Linked DNA regions of Zea mays: region 2 is linked to region 1. A link is a contact called in public Hi-C data. All regions are on one chromosome and are shown on one strand. The core of a region is the stretch at or near the end of the contact, and the rest is flanking DNA. Distances in the headings are between cores, read along the strand shown.

What was found. A called contact is a pair of places that touch in the nucleus more often than the background predicts.
Region 2: a contact with region 1 is called in a Hi-C map of bundle sheath, with 2.7 times the contacts expected there. The contact joins the promoter of LOC100280298 here to the promoter of LOC100283060 in region 1. A contact is called at or near these places in 8 of 25 Hi-C or Micro-C datasets (bundle sheath, ear, leaf and 1 more).

What each region holds. Positions count from the first base shown.
Region 1 is chr2:188,555,396-188,562,081 of Zm-B73-REFERENCE-NAM-5.0, forward strand. LOC100283060 reads left to right here and starts at 1,474. Exons shown (of 2, transcript NM_001155962.1): 1 at 1,474-1,955; 2 at 2,155-3,359. The coding sequence starts at 1,658. The coding sequence ends at 3,128.
Region 2 is chr2:188,969,215-188,976,565 of Zm-B73-REFERENCE-NAM-5.0, forward strand. LOC100280298 (choline/ethanolamine kinase) reads left to right here and starts at 3,824. Exons shown (of 11, transcript NM_001153225.1): 1 at 3,824-4,248; 2 at 4,499-4,590; 3 at 5,083-5,189; 4 at 5,562-5,667; 5 at 5,920-6,042; 6 at 6,170-6,261; 7 at 6,540-6,624; 8 at 6,723-6,828; 9 at 6,918-6,984. The coding sequence starts at 4,067.

The sequences.
Region 1 (6,686 bases), core at 224-2,723:
TTTAGCAAAGATTTGCATCATTGCAACTTCAAGCAGCCTGCATCCCTGCTTTACTTGTAATTTTTCTTCTTCCTTTAGCAGCAGCATCCATTGTCTCATCCAGTATGTACCCCTGAAAAGTACCTGCATAGGAGTAGGAACTTGTGCATTGTTAAAAAGCACATCATTTCGATAAAGCCATATCACCCAACATATAGCACTCGCTCCAAACCAAATTTTGTTGCTAAGTTTCATATCAACCCCATAAAGCCATTGTGTAAATAAATGATCAATGCTCCTAGGAGGTGAAATGTTAAACGCAACTTGAATACAACGCCAAACACATTTAGCAATATGGCAGTCGAAAAACAGATGTTGAATAGATTCATTTAACGTACATGCTACACATCGAAGGCAGCCTTTCCATTGTTTCTTCACTAAATTATCAGTTGTTAGAACTAAATTATTTATAAGGTACCACATAAAGATTTTAATCTTGAGAGGAATTTTGATTTTCCAAATGGGATAATTTTTTGGAACCACATGTGGCCTAACAAGAGTCCTATACATAGAACACACTGTGAACTTCCCATGCTGATGTAAGGACCAAATAAAAATATCCCTTTGATCGTTTAGTTGATGTAAGGAAATTTAGTACATGCTTTGTTTTTTTTATATAGCAGCACACGATGCTTTGGTTGGAATGCTTTAAAAACAAGTGTACCATGCAAGCCAACCTCGGTGTCCAAATACTTGGTACTTCGATAATTTATTACAAGCGTAGTGTTTTAGTCCTGTTTAAATGAATTTTATAATCACACTTTAGTTTTTTTATCATCTAAAAGCATATCACCATGGTAATCATGCTTTGATCTGAACTCTCACGTGTTTTACGGGGGGTCAGGGTTCCTTTCGTCTGACCTTTTGCTTCGGTAAACGAGGAGCCATTGTTGGAGGCAAAAGTTAAATTATTTACCAGGGTGGGTTAAAGAAAGCGAGCCGGGGCCGCAGCGGCAGCAGCAGTGCATCAGGCTGGTGCCAATGCAGGCTATAGTGAGGGCGCCCAGCAGGAGGCGAGAGCGGGGCTGGAGGCGGGCGAGAGCGACCCGGCGGGCGCTACTGCTACCGCCCGGCGATAGGCAGGCGAGAGTGGGGCGACGCGTTGGCGATGGCGTCTTCGCGGGCGAGAGCGAGGGGCGACAGTGAGTGGCGGCTTCTGATTGGTCCACGTGTGCTATAGCCTGAGGCTGTAGCCTGCTGCAGCCTGTGCACTGGAGCAGCAGGGGCGAGAGTGGAGGCGAGAGCTGACGTGGCAGGGGCGAGAGAGAGGCTGTGCACTGGACTCAGCCTCACACGCGAGGCGGAAGGGGAGGCGAGTGGCGCGGGCCCCACTGCAGCTACTATCTCCTTTGGCGTCGCTGTCCAGTAGTGCGTCAGCGGCTCAGCGCAGCGTCGCTTCCAATTATAAGTAGCGTGGCCAGCTACCATCTCCCCAACCTCGCCTCCCCCCACTCCTTCCCTCCCTCCCTCGCTCACCCAGTGGGGCAGCCAAAGCCGAGCCGCAACCGCAAAGATCTTGCGCGGCCTCCTTTCCCCAGCTCGTCACTGTGCCGCTCGTGCCATCCACCCTCGGTTCACCCAACCAACAATCCATCCGCCACCACACCCCGCTGCGGCGATGTGCGGCGGCGCCATCCTCTCGGGTTTCATCCCGCCGTCCGGGGTGCCGGCGGCGGCAGCGGCGGCCAAGAAGAAACAGCAGCGGCGTGCGACGGCGGACCTGCTGTGGCCGGGGCCCGGCAAGAAGGGAGCGCCCCGGGAGGAGGACTTCGAGGCCGACTTCCGCGAGTTCGAGCGCGGCCTCGGAGAGGATGACGACGTGGACGGGGCCGGCGACGAGGTCCAGGAGCTTCCTCTGCCGGAGCCGGCGAGGCTCGCCTTCGCCGCCGCGGTTGGGGCGCCGCGCACTGCAGTTGGTGAGCACCGAGCCATGGTTTTTTTTTTATCTTCTATTCTTTTGGTTAGACCTTAGCCATGGAATGGGCAAGGCTGTTCAGAGTGGGAGCTGATGGCGCTGCCTTGGTATTTTGTATGCAACCCGATAGCTTTCGTATTCCAAATGTTTCGTTGAGATGCACGCACACGCACTGACAGACAGTCCTTATTCTATTCTAGACGGCGTGATGACTCCAAAGGATGGTGAAGGAGACATGCCTACTACCGCTACCAACTCAGCAGCAAATAAGCGCAGGCGGAAGAACCAGTACAGGGGAATCCGGCGGCGGCCCTGGGGCAAGTGGGCGGCCGAGATCAGAGACCCCAGCAAGGGCGTGCGCGTCTGGCTCGGCACATACAGCACCGCCGAGGAGGCGGCCAGGGCGTACGACGCCGAGGCTCGCAGGATACGCGGGAAGAAAGCCAAGGTCAATTTCCGGGACGAAGCGGCGGCAGCAGCAGGTGCTCAGAAGGCACCAGCCGCAACTACTCCAACTGCTTGTGGCAACGCAGCGAGGCTAGGTCCTCCACCTCCACCGCCGAAGTTCCGTGCTGACGAGGTTTTCGGGAACATGAACGGTGGCACTGGCAGCAACGATCTGTTCGCGATTATGTTCGCGTTCAGTGACAGTAGTAGTAAGGTCGTTCGTGTGGAGCCAGGTGAGGGCGCCGCCGGTTTCCTCCCCGCAGATCTGTTGCCCGGCAGTAAGAGGTCTGCGGCTAACATGCTGCTGCTCTCCGACCAGAGCAGCGACTCGTATGGCTCTTGTGACTTGGGGTGGGAGTGGGACTGGGACGATGACACCATGACCTCAGACTACGCCTCAGTCTTTGCTCCAGCTGCTCCCAGTAACGTTGTGCCAGCATGGTACACGCAAGGTGGACCGGTGTCGAAGAGAACGAGGAGCAGCTACGGCTACGGTGCGGCCATGCCGGGCGGCTTTGACCCTGAGACGAACTACCAGTACCAGCCGTTGCCTTATGTCGTCGAGAGCAGCCCGTCAGACGGCGCGTCGACGGACGACATGGACTGCCTTCAAATGATGCGGGCTGGTGATGTTCCACAGGATGGGGCGAGCAGTGGTGGTGGTGGCGGCGACGGCGGCGATATCTGGAGCCTTGACGAGCTGCTCATGGCCGCTGGCGCTTACTGAGAAAAGCTATGTGCATCGCATTCGCATGTGCTAGACGGCTACTTGCTGTGCCGTGAATGGAGTGTTTCTCAGCTTCGTTTTGCTTTTAATTTTTTGTTATGCCAGGTCTCCTGCTTGTGCTTGTGGTGATGATGCAGGAGAGCCATGGTGGGTACTATGCTTTTGCTGCCAGTGGAACTGTAAGACAATGTTTATATAGTATCTATACTATGTTGGTGCGTCGATGGTTCATGGTTGGTTGGAAGCGAGTTTGAGACTGATTCAGTAATTTACCTTGTCTACATATATGCCTGATCAACTCGATTGCGCGTACTGCGATACTGCATGTTACTAATGTGTATGTGGTGTGCCTGTACTATAGACTGCAGGTCTTTGTCTGGAAGCACTCGATCTCGCTTTCTACGCAACATTTCTTTTCTGTTTCTTGGGGGAATGGTAGGTGCCAGCCAAGGCCGATGGTCTGTGTCACCAGAAATCGAGAAAGATCTAGATGACCTAAACAAGGTTGCTGTTTGCCGATGTGCATGTGCTGGCTTGTTTGTCTAGCTTTAAAAGAAATTCAGGAAGCGGAACCTTGGCACAAGAAATTTGATTGAGTGGAGTGATGGATGGATGGATGAGGCGGTTGAGACGACAAAACGTCGCGCGCAATGTATGTGGCCATCGTCCCATCGAGCACTTGGCGAGTTGGCGCGCGCGGAAAAGGACCGCACGACGCTCCTCCATTCTTCGGTTGGCTCATTACCTGATTGCCAAAAGGTTCAATGAACTGAGCACATCCCCGTCAGATATCACCGATGGGGTACGGTGGGCCTCTTTTTGCCAGGATACAAACAAAACAAACTAGTACGTGTTTCCTTGAACGAATGATGATGCGCCCCCTAGTACGTATCCCCCCGGTGGCACACCGGCAGTGCCCAGCAATGCATCTTGCAGCTGTGAGTAAGCCATTGTTGAGACTTCTTTTTTTTAATCTAATGATTATCTAGTTATTTATTAGTTAGCTAATTTAACTAGTAATTTTTAGCCAACTAAGGAGATGTTTAAATGCACTATAGCTAATAGTTAGTTGGTTAAAAAATTGATAGCGGAATTTAGCTAGCTAACAAATAAGTAGCTAACTATTAACTAATTTACTAAAAATCGCTAATAGTTGACTATTAGCTAGGATGTTTGGATGTCTCCAGCTAATTTTACTCACTAACTATTACACCCCATTAGTTTCACAACTGTAAGATTTAACCATTGTCTAAAACAGAAAAGCCGTCCCCAAGAAAATAGACTAGCTTCCGCAACAGACCAGGTAAATTAATTTTCATTTGACTATATTTAAAAGTGTCACACCATACTACTTTCCGTCGTCAAATATCTGATCGTGACTCCAGCTTTCTCGTTCCTCTGCCTGGAACCTACATCTACAATTCTACATTAACCCGGCCGGGCGGGCAGCGCTCGAGGGGTCGCCGCACGCGCGCGCACAGTGAGCCATTCTATTTTCAGTGGCTCGGGTGGGCCGGCAGCTGGGCTGAACCAGGCCAGCTCGGCGGAGAGGGGGAGGATGCGAGAGGCCGCGTGGATGGACCGGCTAAAGAAGGAACCGACGTTTCTTTGTTTTTTTATTTAATTTAAAACCCCTTTTCTCACCCCTTGACTTTTACCAAAAGGAAATTAAGCAAGAAGAATGTTCTCAAACACAAACTTTAATAGAAAAGCACCATCATGTATGCAACATATCAATCATACTCTATGGTCTATTTTAGTAAGGTAATTAATAAATCATATAAATATCATGTGGCATGAATACCAAGGCAAGTAATCTTTATAAATCTGCATTTCAACTTAATTTTTTTATGCAGAACGAATTAGGATGTTACATCTTGTTCTTGTCGTATTTGGCGCATTGGTTCATAACGCACGATTGTAATGACAATGGGGTACCCTAAGTCTATGTTACCAACAATAGCCCCCAATGCCTTGATGGCAAGCCAATTGATCGAGTCGTCCCCTTTGTGTCACCTCTTCATGGGTCTTTGGGTGTATCCCTTTGGGCTACCCATTGATAGTAAATCCTCCAGTGTTTCCCCTTAGTTGAGCTATGTACTAGAGGTACTTGGTAATTTTCCATCGAGTTCTCTTATCAATTTCTTTGGATATGGGCAAAATATTTGGTGTATCAAATATTGGACATTAATAAGTCATGTTTTTATAAGGATGAAATTGGCATGAGAATTCAAGGCACCTTGTCTTTCCTAATTCATTTGTTACATCCATGATGCACGTAGTCCACTCTATGAATCAATCACAAATCTTGATTGTTGGCTTCCATTTGGGCCTCTTCAAGGGGGGCTATTTATAACAAGATGTGGATGGCCCATCGGGTTCACACACTCTTCGTCCTTGAAAACACTAGATTAGAAAGTAATCTGTCCATTCTCAAGGGATTCTTGATCCTCCATCATTGCCAGCAACGCTAGAAGAAGGCCTTCAAGATCAACTTCTACAGGCATCTGGACACAATGTTTGGTGTTCATACTAGATGCTAGTGGAAGTTTTGCAAATATATGGAGTAATGCCACCATTGGTGACCTTGGGGTGGAGGTAGTCATTGCACTTTGCAATTAATGTCCCTTAGTTTCATCCATGGCATGACACGATGGGGCCAAATGACAATATTACCATCAAAGCACCTACAGTGGCCCTTAGCGAGTGGAGGACCATCTTAGCATGGTCTGAGATGACCACACCAAATTGTTCCCGCCATGGCTACTGGTGGTTGTATCAATTTGAAGAATTGGGACACTAGACGATCCTTTATTCTTTAGAGTGGTCAATGAGCAGGTAGATCTCTTCATTGTTTTTTGTATCCCTCTTCTATATGGGGATGCTAGTGGAAGTTTAACAAGAATGGTCTTGCTTTGGCTCTCCTTTCTACAGTAGTCGATGATTGCAGGCGTGGCGCTTCAAACTCCATCACATCCCATTTCGATAAAGATGTTAGTGGAAGTTTTGTGACATTGGACCTTATTTTGTCTTTCTAGATCAGCGACCTAGTCCTTGCAAGGTGTCGGTCGAGTGCTGATTTGGATACACAAACTCTTCTCTAGTTTCTTTTGCATAGGCGTATTTGTAAATGCAATCAAGCTCTAATTATGTGTTTTGCACATATAACCAAATACATGTCATATACAAGTGGAAATGTTATTTGTACAAAATTTGATACTACCTTACTTATTTCCTTACAAAAGTAATGTTTTGTTGATAGTTTTGACTATATGAAATTGTTTGTGAGTTATGTGTTACGGAAAAAGTTATAAATAATTTATTTAAAATAACTCTGAAGCCTACCCTTTGAAAATGGGCGTAAAAATGCCTCTCCATTTCTACCATTTGAAAAATCAGAAAGTCAAAATTCAAAAGAAGGGTCCAAGTTGCTGCAAAAAAATGTACTAGTTCTTTCAAGTAATTTTCAGAAAACATGCATTTTGATTTCGACTGAACGAAGAAGTTCCCAGTTTGAAACAAAAGTTACATTAGTCAATACTAGACCGGGGGGGGGGT
Region 2 (7,351 bases), core at 2,574-5,073, 420 kb after region 1:
ATTATTTTTGCACACATCAATCTTCTCATAATCCATACCGAGACCTTTGATAATTGTCTTTGATTGGTACATGTCTTTAGGCAACTTATTGGGCTTTGGGAGCACATCTCCTAATAACTTTAAAATCTCATTGTAACAATTGTTCGAGAAAAAGTACTTGGACTTAATGGCCATGAGCCGAGTCACAAAAGCGAGTATACTCACATATGTGTGTTCATGCAACGGCTCTTCAGAGTCTTTTAGTAGTTTAAAAAATCTGGAAACCTCTGGTGTGGCAGGATCCTCGGAGCTTAGGTTGAATTCTGGACGTAGCGAATCTAGCATCTCATGCATCGCATCATCGCCAGCCCAATCATTGTTCTCCTCCTCTTCTACATTCCGGTTGGGTACTACCTCACCATGATGTTCCCACACCTCATATCTGGGCATAAATCCAAACTGACAAAGATCTAGGCTAACTCTTTCCTTATTAAGAAATATATTGTTTTCGTGACGCCTACAAGGGCATCTGACAGTGCCGGTTAAGGACAAGGCGAATACGTGGTCCACAAAATCTTTGGTCTTGGCTACCCAGTCATCAGAATGACGTCCATTTCTACTCCAGCCATTGTACATCCATGCACAATCTTCAGCCATGCCTGAGACTGTTAAACCGAACCATATCGTGAAAAAATTATTCAACTTCGTCAAGTGTATCGGTCCTACATGTATACACAGGGATAGGTTCTAAACCCACATGAACCTAGTAGGACCCAAAAAAATTTGGCAGCATAAATTCGCTGCTACTAAATAATATTACTTATATACAAAACAAACAATGATATAATACTAATCAAATCAAACTAAGTACCACATACACTAATTATGCAACTATTATACGTACCAATATAATATACTATTAAAGCTAATAATATAATTAGTACCACATATTAATATGAAATTAATGTCTAAATACAATATACCTCTAATCACTAAACCACATATACCACTAATACATTAATGAAATCGAACTAAACAATAATACTAATCATACAACTAATCAAACAAACACAATTATAAATATATACTAATTTCGGCGGTAATTCAATAACGGCCGCCGAAAATATGGAATAAAAAACGCAAAAAATACCTTACGACGGGGAAGAGCTTGGCGACGACGGCGGAGTGGTTCCACGACGGTGGCGGCTCGGGGCTTTGAACGGCGGCGGTGGAGTAGGAACGGCGGCGGTCGACGGTGGTGGCTCGGGCGACGGCGGCCTCGGCCGAAGTCCCGCGCAGGGGCGCTGCGCGGCGCGGGGGTGGCCCGGGAGCGGCGGCGCAGGGCCGGCCGGGGAGCGGCGGCGCGTGGCCGGCGAGCGGCAGCGCGGGGACGGCCAGGAGCGGCGGCACGGCGGCTGGAGGAAGGCGGCGCGGGCGGGCGAGGCAGACAGAAAGAAACAGAGAAGAAGGTCGGGCCCGACCTTTTTAAACTTTTAGTTTTCGGCGGCTAGGGCTAGCCGCCGAAAATAAGCAGTTATTTTCGGCGGCTGTGTCAGAAGCCGCCGGAAATAACACTATTTTCGGCGGCTGTGTCAGTAGCCGCCGGAAATAGCGTAATTTTCGGCGGCTGTGTCAAGCCGCCGAAAATAACTGCTTATTTTCGACGGCCAACCCCTGGCCGCCGAAAATAACAGCGGCCGCCGAAAATGGTGTACAGGGCTGTTGTGGTGCCTTATTAATGCGCAGTACGGTCAACTTCCATGAAGATGATGCTAACATTGCTTCGGCGAGTAGGACACAAACAATGACGATTAAGTACTGAACACCTTATTTCTGTTGTTCCCGTTACCCTGATTACTTGACCACGCAACATGTCAAGATACTTCCTTAGCCTTATCCCGGAGCCCAAATATACGGCAAACCGCTCACTCTTTTTCTTCAAAAAAAAATCATATTATACACGTGTATTCATTATTATGAACCCGCGTAAACATACACGGCGACTCTATAAGCAGCTTCAGAAGACTAACAAACCAATCACAATCAGCCTCAAGATCGACAAGGTCGTTATATAGACGTCTTGTCATCACCCTTGATTCGACGGTTCCTGAAAATGTTACCTAGTAGTATTGCTCTTGTGGTCTTGAAAATCAACGAGTTTTCCTCTCAAAAATACAGTGACAAAACTGTTGCGCTATAAGGAGCGTAGCCGACTTACATATAGCTAATCCTTTTTGGTTTCAAAATAGATGACCTAAAGGCTGTGTTTCATGTTTTTGTTCGTCTATGGTTTTGCGAGTAATAATCATAATCTCAATTTGATCACACTTACCAGTAAAAAAAACAGAGACGCGGTGCTTGAGCCACTCACTCGCATTAAGCTATGTTAAAATCTTTAGAGCTAAAATTAGTGGTCAGACACCTTTAGCTAATACCTTGTAACAATTAGTTTATTAACATGTTCAACTCAACTAACAATTGTTAGATATGTAAGGACATGTACAACGACTCTTCTATTCCACCTCCTATCTTAGAGCCCGTTTGGCAGGGCTTTAGCTCTAACTTTTCTCTAGCAAAAAGCCTGAGCAGTGTCAATCACTCTTTTTTTAAAAACAATTTACTACTAAAAGCATCTAAAGGTCATAGTTATTTTTGTACTACGAAGAAGAAGCCACAAACAATACCTTCACCGGCTTTGGCGCTGACACTTTAATATAAGAAAATGACTCTGACTCTATGATAAGTTGTTTATGTCAAACGATTTATAAAATGCCTTTAGTTCTACTATAAAGCTGTTTTAGAGGAAAAGCTAGAGCTTAAAGCTGTTTTGGTGCAAGTCATACCTGACGCATCCTTATTATCTATTGGACACGGTCTAACGATTCCAAACATGACCTCAGCAACAGCAAGAGCATAGTACACGACAACAAGAGCATAGTACACGACAAAATATCTTGTCCAGTCTCGTAATCGCAACTTCGTGACCCGAAAAGATCGACAAACAAACCCATGACGACATAGGACAACGGAGACCCAAGAAGTAGGGGTGGTAATAAATCATGGTCCAAATAATTTTTCATAATTACTTAGAGCTAGGGATGAAAACGGTCGGAAACATTATTTATTCGGTAATCAGTTTTTTAGTCGTTTTTCTTTGATTGTGAATAAATAGGATATAGAATCTATAATACAAATTTGTATTCTTGTTTTTAACATTCAGCTTCTAAAGATTCATAAAAGTTAAACCTCAAATTTATCATATATTTTTTTAAATAATAGATATAAACTTCGGTATGGATTCGGAAATAAATTCGGTAATTTTTTCAACTTTTTGTGTTGTAGGGAGCAAATAATACATAAAACAATTTATGTAATATTTTATTCATATTTGTACTAATGTGCTTGATAATATAAAAAAGATCAATATCAAATTATATATATATATATATCTATTTTAAAATATTAAATTTGTCCTAACAGTTCAAATTACCATTTTTATTCCTACTTAAAGCACTAAATTCGATTCTAGATTCTAATATGATATTTAAATTTTATAGTGTAAAATTTATAGCAAATTGTCATCTCTCCAGAGGAGAGCCGACAACGATTCAGATCCCACGGGCCAAAATATCCGGCGTCCATGTCCATGGCCCTGTGGCCCATCGCTCTCCGGTGGCACGCCCGCGCGCAGTGGGACAGACGCGCACGCCACGCGTTAGGTCGGGACGAGGCGCGAGCACGCGACCGACCGTGGCTCGGGCCCGCCATGCGGCCTCAGTACTCGAGTGGGCGTTATATACGCGCGCTGTTCGGATTCGCGCTCACTGTCTTGCCTGTTGCCTCTGCGGCTTTGCCTGCGCTCACGGACGGTCACTGGCTCACGCTCCCCTCGCCTGCGTCGCCTCGCCTAGACAAGAGACAAGACGCCTAGTCGCCTCCGATCGAAATCGAATCGAGTCGGGTGGGCTCGGGCCCGGTCTTGTTGTCTTGTCTCCCAGCTAGGAATAGCGCAACGAGATCCCTCGCGCGCGCGGACCCCGGAGAGGCCGAGGGAGGGTGACAGGGCGTGTCCTCGACCGCGAGGGGAATGGGATCGGAGGGACGGGCCTGGAACGGCGCGGGCATGGCCGCCGGCAGCGGCTATGGCGGCGGGGTAGAGGCGAAAGCGACCACCACGGCTGTGTCGGCCGCGGCCCCCGCGGAGGTTCCCACGTCGGCGGCCTCCGTCGACATCTCGCTGCCGCTCCTGAAGATGTCGCCTCGCATCATGCAAGTACCCCGTCCCCACATCTATCTTCGATCCTCTTGCTTCGGCTCGCGCTCGCGCTCGCGCTTGCGCCCGGCCTGGTCACGCTGTGAGGTCGTGTCATGTTCGGGTACTCGCGATCGCGAGGCGTCGTACCCGTGCTCGGGAACGAGCCGGTAGTGTTTGAGAAAATGCCTCCGAGCGTGTGGGAGACAGGAGTGTGCTGATGCACGGAAAGGCTCTCTGATCTGGGGATTCCTGGTGCTTTTTCAGAGCTCTCTGCAAGGAATTGGTCGAAGGGTGGTCGTCGATTGACAGCTCGCTCTTCTCCATCGAGACCGTGTCCGGGGGCATCACGAATCTATGTGAGTTGTTGTGGCATGGCTTGTAGCGCCATTCAGAATTCCTCGCCTTTTTCGCCTGAGCAGCATGATGATTGTAGTAAATGAAATGAATAGTGCATAATAGTTACATTGAAATGTTCCACATCGTTGACATGAGTACATAACTTTTTTATCTCCTACTGTAACGACCATTTGTCCGCTTCGGCTTCCTGCTCCTCATTGTTCCCGTTTACTGATAAAGCAGCAGAACCTAATGCTTTTTGCAAACTGTGTGCGATTAGATTAGATAGTCTCCGGGGTGCTGCATAATATTTCCTTTGGCCTGTATCATTTCTGCTGTCATTGCCACATCTGCGGATCTGCCGCACTATGCTTGCAGCATTAGAAAGTAAGAACAGCCTGCTGTCTGTATCCGCCACCCATAGGGATGATTCACATGAGCAAGGTTTCCTGTGTGCAGCAATTTTTTTTTTCAATTTATAGTCCATGATGTTTATTTGTTATTACCTACAGTGCTGAAGGTTTCTGTCAAAGAAGACAACGGCAATGAGTCTTCTGTTACTGTTCGGTTGTATGGACCAAATACGGACTTGGTGATTGATAGGAAAAGGGAATTGCAGGTGAGAATCTGAGTGGTACGAGATTGTGTGTTATAGTCATATTATACTAACCTAGTAACCTGCATCCTATAGTATTCTACATTGGGTCTAGTATGACCCCTTGTATTTGGTGTCATATTTTTATAGTGGCATATTTTCAATTCTTCTAGACATAGCATAGTCATGGTCTTGTAGTAGCATCTGTCCTACCAAGTGCATTACCTTTTGTTTCATATCTGTACCTTTTCCCTGACAAATGGATTTCATTTCATTCTCTGAAAATTGCTAACCTAGAATGATAGTTTTTAAGGGTTCCTAGACTGTACACATAGTATAATTTATCTCGGTTCTAAAATATTTCCTAATGCATACATCTATTACCGTCATGGTTAGGCGATACCATATCTCTCAGCTGCAGGGTTCGGGGCTCGGCTACTTGGAATATTTGAGAATGGAGTAGTTCAGTCATTCATCTATGCTCGAACACTGTCACCAGCAGGTAGGCATAGATCCTGTCTGAATAACATATGGGTGTGGGGTCCTAATCAACCTAGTGCAATAGTTTCTTTGTTCTCCTTTGTAGTTTCAGTTGCAATTTCAAATGCAAGTTGAAAGGATTTATGTTTTTTCCTTTCCCTGTAGTCAGCATTATCCACGATTTGGTATGCCAATTTGAAGCCTTGGATGTTTGGAGGTTTTATGAAATGCTTCTGTAAACAAATCTACTGATCCTCGTTATTTTGTTTTGTAGACATGAAAGAACCTAAAATAGCAGCTGAAATTGCCAAGGAGCTACGCAAATTCCATCAAGTAGACATACCAGGGTCTAAAGAACCACAATTGTGGAATGATATATTCAAGTTTTTGAAGAAAGGTAGGTAACTTTTGTTGCTCATTCGAGACTTGCTTTTATGTTGATGGCATCTCAAACATGACACTTTTCTTGGCTCAAGTTAGTAACATAAATAATATTTATGTGTGCTATCAAATGCACCTTGCAGCTGCAGCATTGAAGTTTGAGGATAACATGAAGCAGAAGAGATATGAAAAGATCTCATTTAGAGAAATACAAGATGAAGTTCAAGAACTTAAGGTACCTTGAAGTTGACAATGTGCCTTCTGGTATTTCAGGGCCATTTTGCCCTTCTTAGAGTGATGTTTTCCTATTTTTTTCCCCTTGGGCACAAATAGTAGTTGATCCTTGTATAGTGGGAACATCTATGTAACATGGTTATGTAGCAAAATACTGGTTGTGGTGGTGATGGGTTTAGGCCCATACTAGGGAACTAAAACCGAAGATAGCAGTTATTCCTGCCAATTCCTACTATCTGTACTTAGTATTTTTTTCATCAGTGTCCATGCGTCTTTTAGGATCTCTTGGACATTCTGCGCGCGCCTGTGGTTTATGCACACAATGACTTGCTTTCAGGAAATCTGATGCTCAATGATTTGGAAGGTAAAATATTTTTCTTTGTACCAGTTTCCCCCTTTTTCATTATTACTCATTTGCAAAACTTACCGTAGTAGCTATGTACTTGTTGTTTCCTCTGTCAGGGAAGCTATATTTTATTGATTTTGAGTATGGGTCATACAGCTACCGTGGCTATGACATTGCAAATCATTTCAATGAGTATGCAGGATTTGATTGTGACTATAATTTGTAAGTTCTCTCCATGTCAATGAAATACTCAAAAGCAATTACTGTTGTCATGTTTTTAGTCAGCAGTATTCATTTGATTGTGTATTTAGGTACCCAGATAAAGATGCCCAGTATCACTTCTTCAGGAATTATCTACACACTGATAGACCTAGTGAGGTATGTGAAACAAAACCAATTGAAATCTATTCTTGGAATTCGAATTCTTTCTAGAGTAAATGAAGCTTTCTGCTAGTACTTACTCTTGTAACATATATTTGACGCTACTAGTAGTATCGTCTTTGCTTGTTTTTGATGAAGTTAGTAATACCTCCATTTGTGCTACATGTGTTTGAACATTTAGAGTATTCTTAAGCTGAACATGTATTAGTTAGCATTTGTATGTATTAGCTACATGGATATCTCAGATGTTTGGCATTCATAGAAGGCCGAAAGACATACAAGAGTTCTCTTTTTTTTACCAACGGCATAACATTTGGATTTTTCTGTTCTGATGTAATTCATGATTCTTTGTTTTTTCCCCTTT